Linked DNA regions of Mus musculus: region 2 is linked to region 1. The links are chromatin contacts, called in public promoter capture Hi-C maps. All regions are on one chromosome and are shown on one strand. Each heading gives the region's core, a stretch centred on a gene start, on an enhancer-like site or on the middle of the called end of the contact. The rest is flanking DNA. Distances are from core to core; before and after follow the strand shown.

Region 1 (3,733 bases), core at 713-3,212:
CATTTTTATTCAAACCACCATACCCAGGAACTTTTGAAATGAGCAGTTTACAAAGGACCTATGAATAAAATCTAACTATTGCACTACATTCTCAGAAAGACCTTCCTGTGACATAATTTCATTGTTTAGTTCATTAATTGCGTAACACTAATCACTTTCTGCAATTACCTTACCATTTACAGTCTTCTTGCTTATAAAATTAACTTTTCTGTTGTTAATGTTGATCCCCAGTATACAGAACTTAAATTTGTGCAATGAGCAAATTTATTTTTTGATTCCCTGTGTAGCCATGGCTGTCCTGAAGCTCACTCTGTAGACCAGGCTAGTCTCAAACTCACAGAGATCCACCCTCTTCTGCCTCCAGAGTGTTGAGATTAAGAGTGTATGCCACCACTGCTTGGCTGCAAATTCTCGTTTTAGTTATCTATAATTAGTGCTTTTTAAATGTCTTGTGTACTGGAGCGGTGGAGACAGGAGAGTGAACTGGAGACTTCTCCCTCCTCCTCCAACACCTTCAGAAGGCAGCTCTGGAGATGAAGTGCTTGCTGTGTGAACAAGAAGACCTGCATTCCATTCCCAGAATCTACTTCAAGGATGGGCAAAGGAATGCAAGGTTGTGATTCTTGTGCTGTCAAAGAAGATGAAGCAGAAAGGTCATCCTACACTACTTGGTGAGCTCCAGGCCAGCAAGAGACCCTGTCTCAATAAATATAAAAAAGTCTTGTAACATGAGACTTTGTAACATGTTGTAACAGCTCAACATGCTGACCAGTGATAAATTATTAACGATATAAAAATATCCTGCTAATTTTTCTTTTATTCTTTTGTTTTGTTTTCTTGTTTTGTTTTTTCGAGACAGGATCTTTCTGTGTAGCCCTGGCTGTCCTGGAACTCACTCTGTAGACCAGGCTGACCTTGAACTCAGAAATCTGCCTGCCTCTGCCTCCCAAGTACTGGGATTAAAGACGTGTGCCACCACTGCCCGGCATTTTTTCTTTTTCCCATGTAAATAAGGGCTACTTATTTATTTTTTTTCAACTGCAGATCAGCTGACAACTTCTTAAAGATTTGGTTCCTATGTCTAGCTAAGTGAAATTCTCAAGCGTCTTTGTCTACCCTTGCAAACATACACCAGTATTTCCCCACATTCATCCACATTTCTCAGAGAACTTCATTCCACTGTACGAAATCCCTCATCCTGGTAAACGGATGACGAATTTGATCTGAACACTGATGGTTTGATAAGACTGGAAGGATGTTCGTGAGCTGTATTTTCCGTTTTGAGAGCAGTCTTGCCATTTGGTAACAATGTTACAGTTCCTCCTTTCCTCATACCCAGATATTAAAGATATACAGCTTTGTTTCATGGAAGTTCTGATTGTCTCTCTTAGACATTTTGCTAAACTTCTTGTTTGGTGATGAGGATCAAACCCAGGGCCTCTAACTACTGAGCTCTTTAACCGCAGTCTTTCAAATTCTAAATACTTAGCATAAAGGGTTAGATATTTTTAGATAGATGTCTTTTTTTTTTTTTTTTTTTTTTTTTTTTTTTTACGGCTGCTTGCCTCTCTTGGTTTTGCTTGTGATCTTTTTGGTTACCAAGGAGATCGAGCCTGAGCCCCCAGTCGCTAGATCTTCCTAGAGACTAAGTGCGGGCGTCAATGGAAACCGCACCTCAAGTCACAGACCTAGGTCTCCTCCTAGAGCCCTAGCAGTTTGGGAGGGTCAGAGGCGGGCCTGGGTCCCAGAGGCTTTCTCTTGCCACCCAGCCGCGCGCGCCCTCGCACGCCCCGCCCCGTGAGAGGCCGCGTGACGGACCCGTGAGCCAGCCAATGGCAGGCGGCCCCGCCTCCCCACCCCCACCCCGCCCCCCGCTCAGTTTGCTGCCACGTGATACGGCTCGTCGCCAGCCAATCGCCGCGACCTCAATCTCGCGCTCCGCCCCGCGCGCCGTGGCCGTTTGAAGTGACTAATTTCTGTCATATGACTGAGGCGCCCATGGGGGTGGCGGGGTGGCGGTAGGAGCGGGGGGCCTCCTGCGAGCTCCCAGCCGAGCGACCCCAGTCTTGCGGCGGCCAGCATGGCCCCCACCCTGTTCCAGAAGCTCTTCAGCAAGCGGAGCGGATTAGGCGCGCCGGGACGAGACGCCCGCGACCCGGACTGCGCGTTCAGGTGAGGCGTCGCGGGCCCCCGAGGGGTCGCGGCCTCGGGCGGGGCGTGCGGTCCCCTGCCCTCTTCGCTAGGCTGTTTATGCCCCGCCCGCGCCACGCGCCGCGTCCCCAGCCCCAGCACGGCGGCCTCGGGAGGCTGTCGGTCCGCACGCTGCCCGGGCTGCGACCTCACCGCAGGCCTCCGGGGCCCGGCCGGGAGCTGCTGTCTCCCTGTGATCCGCAGCCCTCGGGTGGCTTTGTGCAGACTGTCGCGCGTTCGGCCAACCTGCGGAGCACTGAGGAGGCTGGAGGAGCGAGTGGGCAGGCTGGCGGTCTGTCAGGCTTCTTGGAAACTAAAATTGGAGCTGTGCAGTTCTCTTGCCGAGCGACCTTAGTGTTATCGAAGGAGAAATGCGAAACCGAAGTGGTTAGGGTTACTACTGACCAGACTCGAGGAGGACTTGCGGTAGAACTTACTGTCGAATTTTCTTTCCCTTCTTACACCTGTTACTGAAAAGGAGTTTCTTGCAAATGGAAAACGGTAGCTGTGTGTGTGTGTGTGTGTGTGTGTGTGTGTGTTTGTTTGTGATTGCATGCTTTGTTTCTTTCTGATTGCAGTACCTGTTGCTGGTACAGTAACTTTTTAGAATTGTCAGATATATAGAAGCTTAGCTCAATGGTTAAATTCAGCCGTGGAATTGTATTTGAAGAAGATATTGTTTTGTCTTCCATAATGCGCTATGGAAACTTTCGCATGTAACTAGGCCAAATGTCACATATCAGACAAACTTGGCTGTATGGCCGAGAACTCAGTTGTACAGTAATAGTAAAAGGGAAACAGTGTCAAATTTTGCAGCAAGCCCAAGTATCAGATGACTGCACTACATAAGTCTTAGAGGCTTTAATATTTTTCAAATTATCCACGCTGTCAATAATACAGATCCCATCAGGAAACAATGTGTGAGATTGAATATCAAATGGCAAGTAATTTAACTGATATTTAATGGGAGAAAAAGGTCAGTTACCGTTTTGGAAACAAGCTTAACAAAAGAATTTTCATGGCAGTGGCTTTTCTTCGTAATGGGAAGTAAATGTCTTGTGCCGTAGTCATCTGACAGTTGTTTTTCCTTTGAAAAGCGAAAGTGCAGATAACACCAGATAATACACCGGGACACCTAGGAAAACCAGAGACCCGGGAAGCAGCCTCTGGAGAGAGATTTAAAAGATAACATTTGAATAGACCACTGTTTCTATTTCTGTGCAGAGACTGACTTTGGGTAACCAAGATTACAAGAGTCTCAATTTGTTAATGTGACCAAAATCTACTTTTTGAGTAAGTGTTCTATATGGTTGTGTAAGACTTTACTGCTGCCAAAGAACTTTCCCATCAGTTATCTCATTTCACAGTAACCTTGTGAGATAGAGCAAGTAGCAATGTAGAGATGACTTTATAATCCTTTTTCCAGCGTGGAAGCCCAATACCTGCAGTTCATCGTGAAAACTTGCTTTGAAAACAAGATGTGTACAAGTGTAATGTGAGAAAATGAGAATTCTGGATCACATACCTAGTGACTTGAGATCTA
Region 2 (3,448 bases), core at 377-2,876, 1.0 Mb after region 1:
CTGCCTACCCAGTTCTACCCCACTCGACCTACATCAACATAAGAGTCACTACTCCTTGGGGACAGATGGGTCACTAGCTGTGTTAAATATGATGATATAACTCCAGTTAATACCAACCTCAGTCCTGAAAGGTCTGTTTTCAGTCCTGATTTTACAGATGAGGAGACAAAGGCTCAGAGAGGCAGAACAACTTGCCTGAGGCTGCCCAGCTGGCAAGCCAAGGGCAAACTTTCAGGTTTCTGGGTTAAGCTTTGGTCTGCAAACTATCTTGGGTAAGACTTACTTCCCTGGCTAGATTGGAGGTAGCACTTGACCAATACCTCCCTGCACTTAGCAATTTGTCTTGATAAGGTGCCTGTTCATCTCCCATTAAATCCTGTGTCCCCAGAGGCAGACACAGAACAGAGAGGCCCTCAAGCTATTTTTTTCCTTCACTGCTGCCCTCTGAAGAGCAGCCGGGCAGCCTCCACTCTGGAATCCTGAGGTCACCAAGGAGTCTGTCACATGGACTAGCTTGACTGGCAGGATGGACTTTACCAAGTTTTTTTTTTTTTTTTGGTCTGTGCTTTGTGCAGACAGGGTCTGAAGACAATGGGCAGGAACCACAAGAATGACACCTGAGAGGTTTAAGGATTTGTACCAGGAAGAAGCCTCAGGTTCATTCCCAGAAGATAAGCTGCTAAAACACAGAATACTCCTGGGAGACCTCTGGGTTGAGAGGCACTGGGAGGAAAATGCTCTCCACTCCACAACTCTAGACCAGCATCTCCGGAACTCAGTTGAGATTAGAGCTTGCCCCCAAACAAGTACAACTGGTTTTGCCCAGCACTTCCCAGGTGGTCTGGCTCCATCTTGTATCCTACCTACCTAGCTAGCTCCCAACAATAAACGCTTTCCAGCAAGCACTGGGGTTTTTCTTCTCTTCTTGTGTAATGTGCCAAGGCCTCATGTAAGGCCTTCATTTTAAATTAAGCAATGAGACTAGAAGCCGCCATGCAAAGGAGTGGGGTGATTTCAAAGGCAAGATAAGCGCTGCTCTCGGCTCCTTAAACTCTGCTCTGAGCTTTGGGATTCCTGGTTGGGGAAGAAAGTACCCTGTCGGCCCAGTGCTGAAGTGGAAGCAGGGCAGTGTGGGCAGGAGAGATGAACAGAGACATGCTTCTCTGGAAAGCCTGCAGGCGGCAGGGTATGCATGTGGAAAGGCCAGGTACCCGCATTCCTATATGGGTTCTCTGCCCTACCTCCCTGCCTCAGTTTCCCCATTATGCAGAAAAGGATGGGGCTGCCTCTCGAAGACTCTCTAGGGCGATCCGGAGGCCTGTGTTCTGCACTACACTGCTCTCTGCAGCTTTCCGGAGGGTCCCGAAGCCGGAGGACCGTGCGGAAGGTAAACTGAGAAACGACTGCAGCTCTGGCCACGGCCTGCGCCCTGACAGCAGCGTCGGGCTCGGAAACAGTGCATCCGGGCTGGAGACAGAAGTTCCCGCGGGTCGAACGGCCACTTACCGGCATGACTGACGCGGCACACACGGGCAGTGGCAGCGGCGACGACGACTGGAACTCCTCTCCCGGACACCAAAGCTGCGCTTCCGGAGAGCGCTCCTGAAAGCCCCGCCCTCAGGCCAACCCATCCTTCGGCCAGGCCCCGCCCTAGGGCTGGGCTCCACTTATGCCCCGCCTCTTCCGGGGCTAGCTTCGTCAAGGCCCGGCCCTTTGAGGAAGGATCTGCTAAATTCCCTGTCCCTTCCGGTCCAGTTAGAGCTAGGTTCCTCCCTTGGGCTGGCCTCCTCTTGCTTACCGTGCCTTTCGATATGAATATTTCACTAGGTCCCGCCTCTCTTTTGGGTTAGGTCACGCCCCTCCGGACGCGGAAAGGCCAGGCTTTTTTGAGGTCAAGCTAAGGCTATCTTGTGGAGGCCAGACCTGCGTTTTCTGCTGGGTCATTTCTGAAACAGGGCTAGGGAATGCAAGGCCAAGGCTCTGGGAATAAAAGATCTGGCATCTCCCTAAAGGGACCATCTCTCTTGCTTACCACTCAACTCAGTCCCTAAACTACAGTGGCCTGACCTAGGGCGCCAGGCCTGTTGACCCGGATACTAACGTGGCTGAGGCAGAAGATTTCTGGGTTCAAGGCTTACTGCGGCTGCAAAGTTCAAGGGCATCCTGGACTTCTTGAGACCCTTTCCTGAAAAAACATATTAAAAAAGAAATCCAAATTTAAGGCACATAGTAGATAAATTCACAACTGTAATCCCAGTGCTTGAAAAGTTGAGGCAGAGCTGGGCCAGGTGGTGGTCATGCCTTCCTTCAATCCTGGCCCTCTGGAGGCAGAGGCAGGTGGATCTCTTAAGTTCAAAGCCAGCCTGGTCTACAGAGCAAGCTCCAGGGCTATGCAAAAAACAAACAAACAAACAAACAAACAAAACAAAACAAAAAACCCATGAGACTGCGTCCTTCCCACCCAATTATGGCAGCCCCAGTAAACCGAGTTACTGCATGGGTAACTGACACCCATGAAGAAGATTGGCTTCCTCAAGAGTGCCAGAAGGACCAACCGACTGGATCTATCTCCTCTACCAGCCATTTGTGTCCTTGAGCTGGAGGCTGAGAGGAGATCCCTAAACTAAGTAGGCAATCTGCCATTTTGTGTGTCAGGATGGGTTCAGTCTGAAACCATGCTATAATTTGAACATAAAAGTTATAAGAAGTTGGCTAACAGGGGAAAGCCTAAGAATCTAAGACTAGCTGGATGGGGTAAGGGTGGCACACATGTGTCTATAAACAAGCATTCCCGGGGCTGGCGAGATGGCTCAGTAATTAAGAGCGCGCCGACTGCTCTTCCAAAGGTCCCGAGTTCAAATCCCAGCAACCACATGGTGGCTCACGACCATCCGTAACGAAATCTGATGCCCTCTTCTGGGGTGTCTGAGGACAGCTACAGTGTACTTACATATAATAAATAAATAAATCTTAAAAAAAAAAAAAACAAGCATTCCCCCTACACTCCAGAGGCTGAGGCAGGGGATTTATGAATTGGAGGCCAGTCTGAGCCTCATGAGAACCTGTCTTAAATAAAATGAACTAAAATAAAATAAATGTAAGAACATAATAGGCTGGGCGATGGTGGTGCACGCCTTGCTCCCAGCACTCGGGAGGCAGAGGCAAGCGGATTTCTGAGTTTGAGGCCAGCCTGGTCTACAGAGTGAGTTCCAGGACAGCTAGGGCTACACAGAGAAACCCTGTCTCAACCCCCCCAAAACAAAAACAAAAACAAACAAACAACAACAAAAAGAATTGGAAGCAGGGGGATTGCTGAAAGTTCAAAGCCAGTCTACACTACAAAACACCATGTCCCAAGCACTAATAACCCTTCACCCTGATACAAAAGTGTGATGGATGTGAGAAGATTCAACTGTCCAGAAGGTTAAGACATAAGTGTCCGAGAAAC

The links. Capture Hi-C pulls out chosen DNA fragments and counts their contacts.
Region 2: a promoter capture Hi-C map of liver shows a contact between it and region 1, with 2.5 times the contacts expected there. The contact joins the promoter of Atox1 here to the promoter of Fnip1 in region 1. A contact is called at or near these places in 1 of 39 promoter capture datasets (pre-B cells), 1 of 484 Hi-C or Micro-C datasets (the G1E-ER4 cell line) and 2 of 9 other capture datasets (adipose tissue and liver).

The regions. Positions count from the first base shown.
Region 1 is chr11:54,436,217-54,439,949 of GRCm38.p6, forward strand. It overlaps Fnip1 (folliculin interacting protein 1), which reads left to right and starts at 1,963. Exons shown (of 18, transcript NM_173753.4): 1 at 1,963-2,172. The coding sequence starts at 2,081. LOC115487771 (a long non-coding RNA gene) reads left to right here and starts at 2,179. Exons shown (of 2, transcript XR_003949675.1): 1 at 2,179-2,691; 2 at 3,415-3,733.
Region 2 is chr11:55,459,582-55,463,029 of GRCm38.p6, forward strand. Atox1 (antioxidant 1 copper chaperone) reads right to left here and starts at 1,627. Exons shown (of 4, transcript NM_009720.3): 1 at 1,507-1,627. The coding sequence starts at 1,512.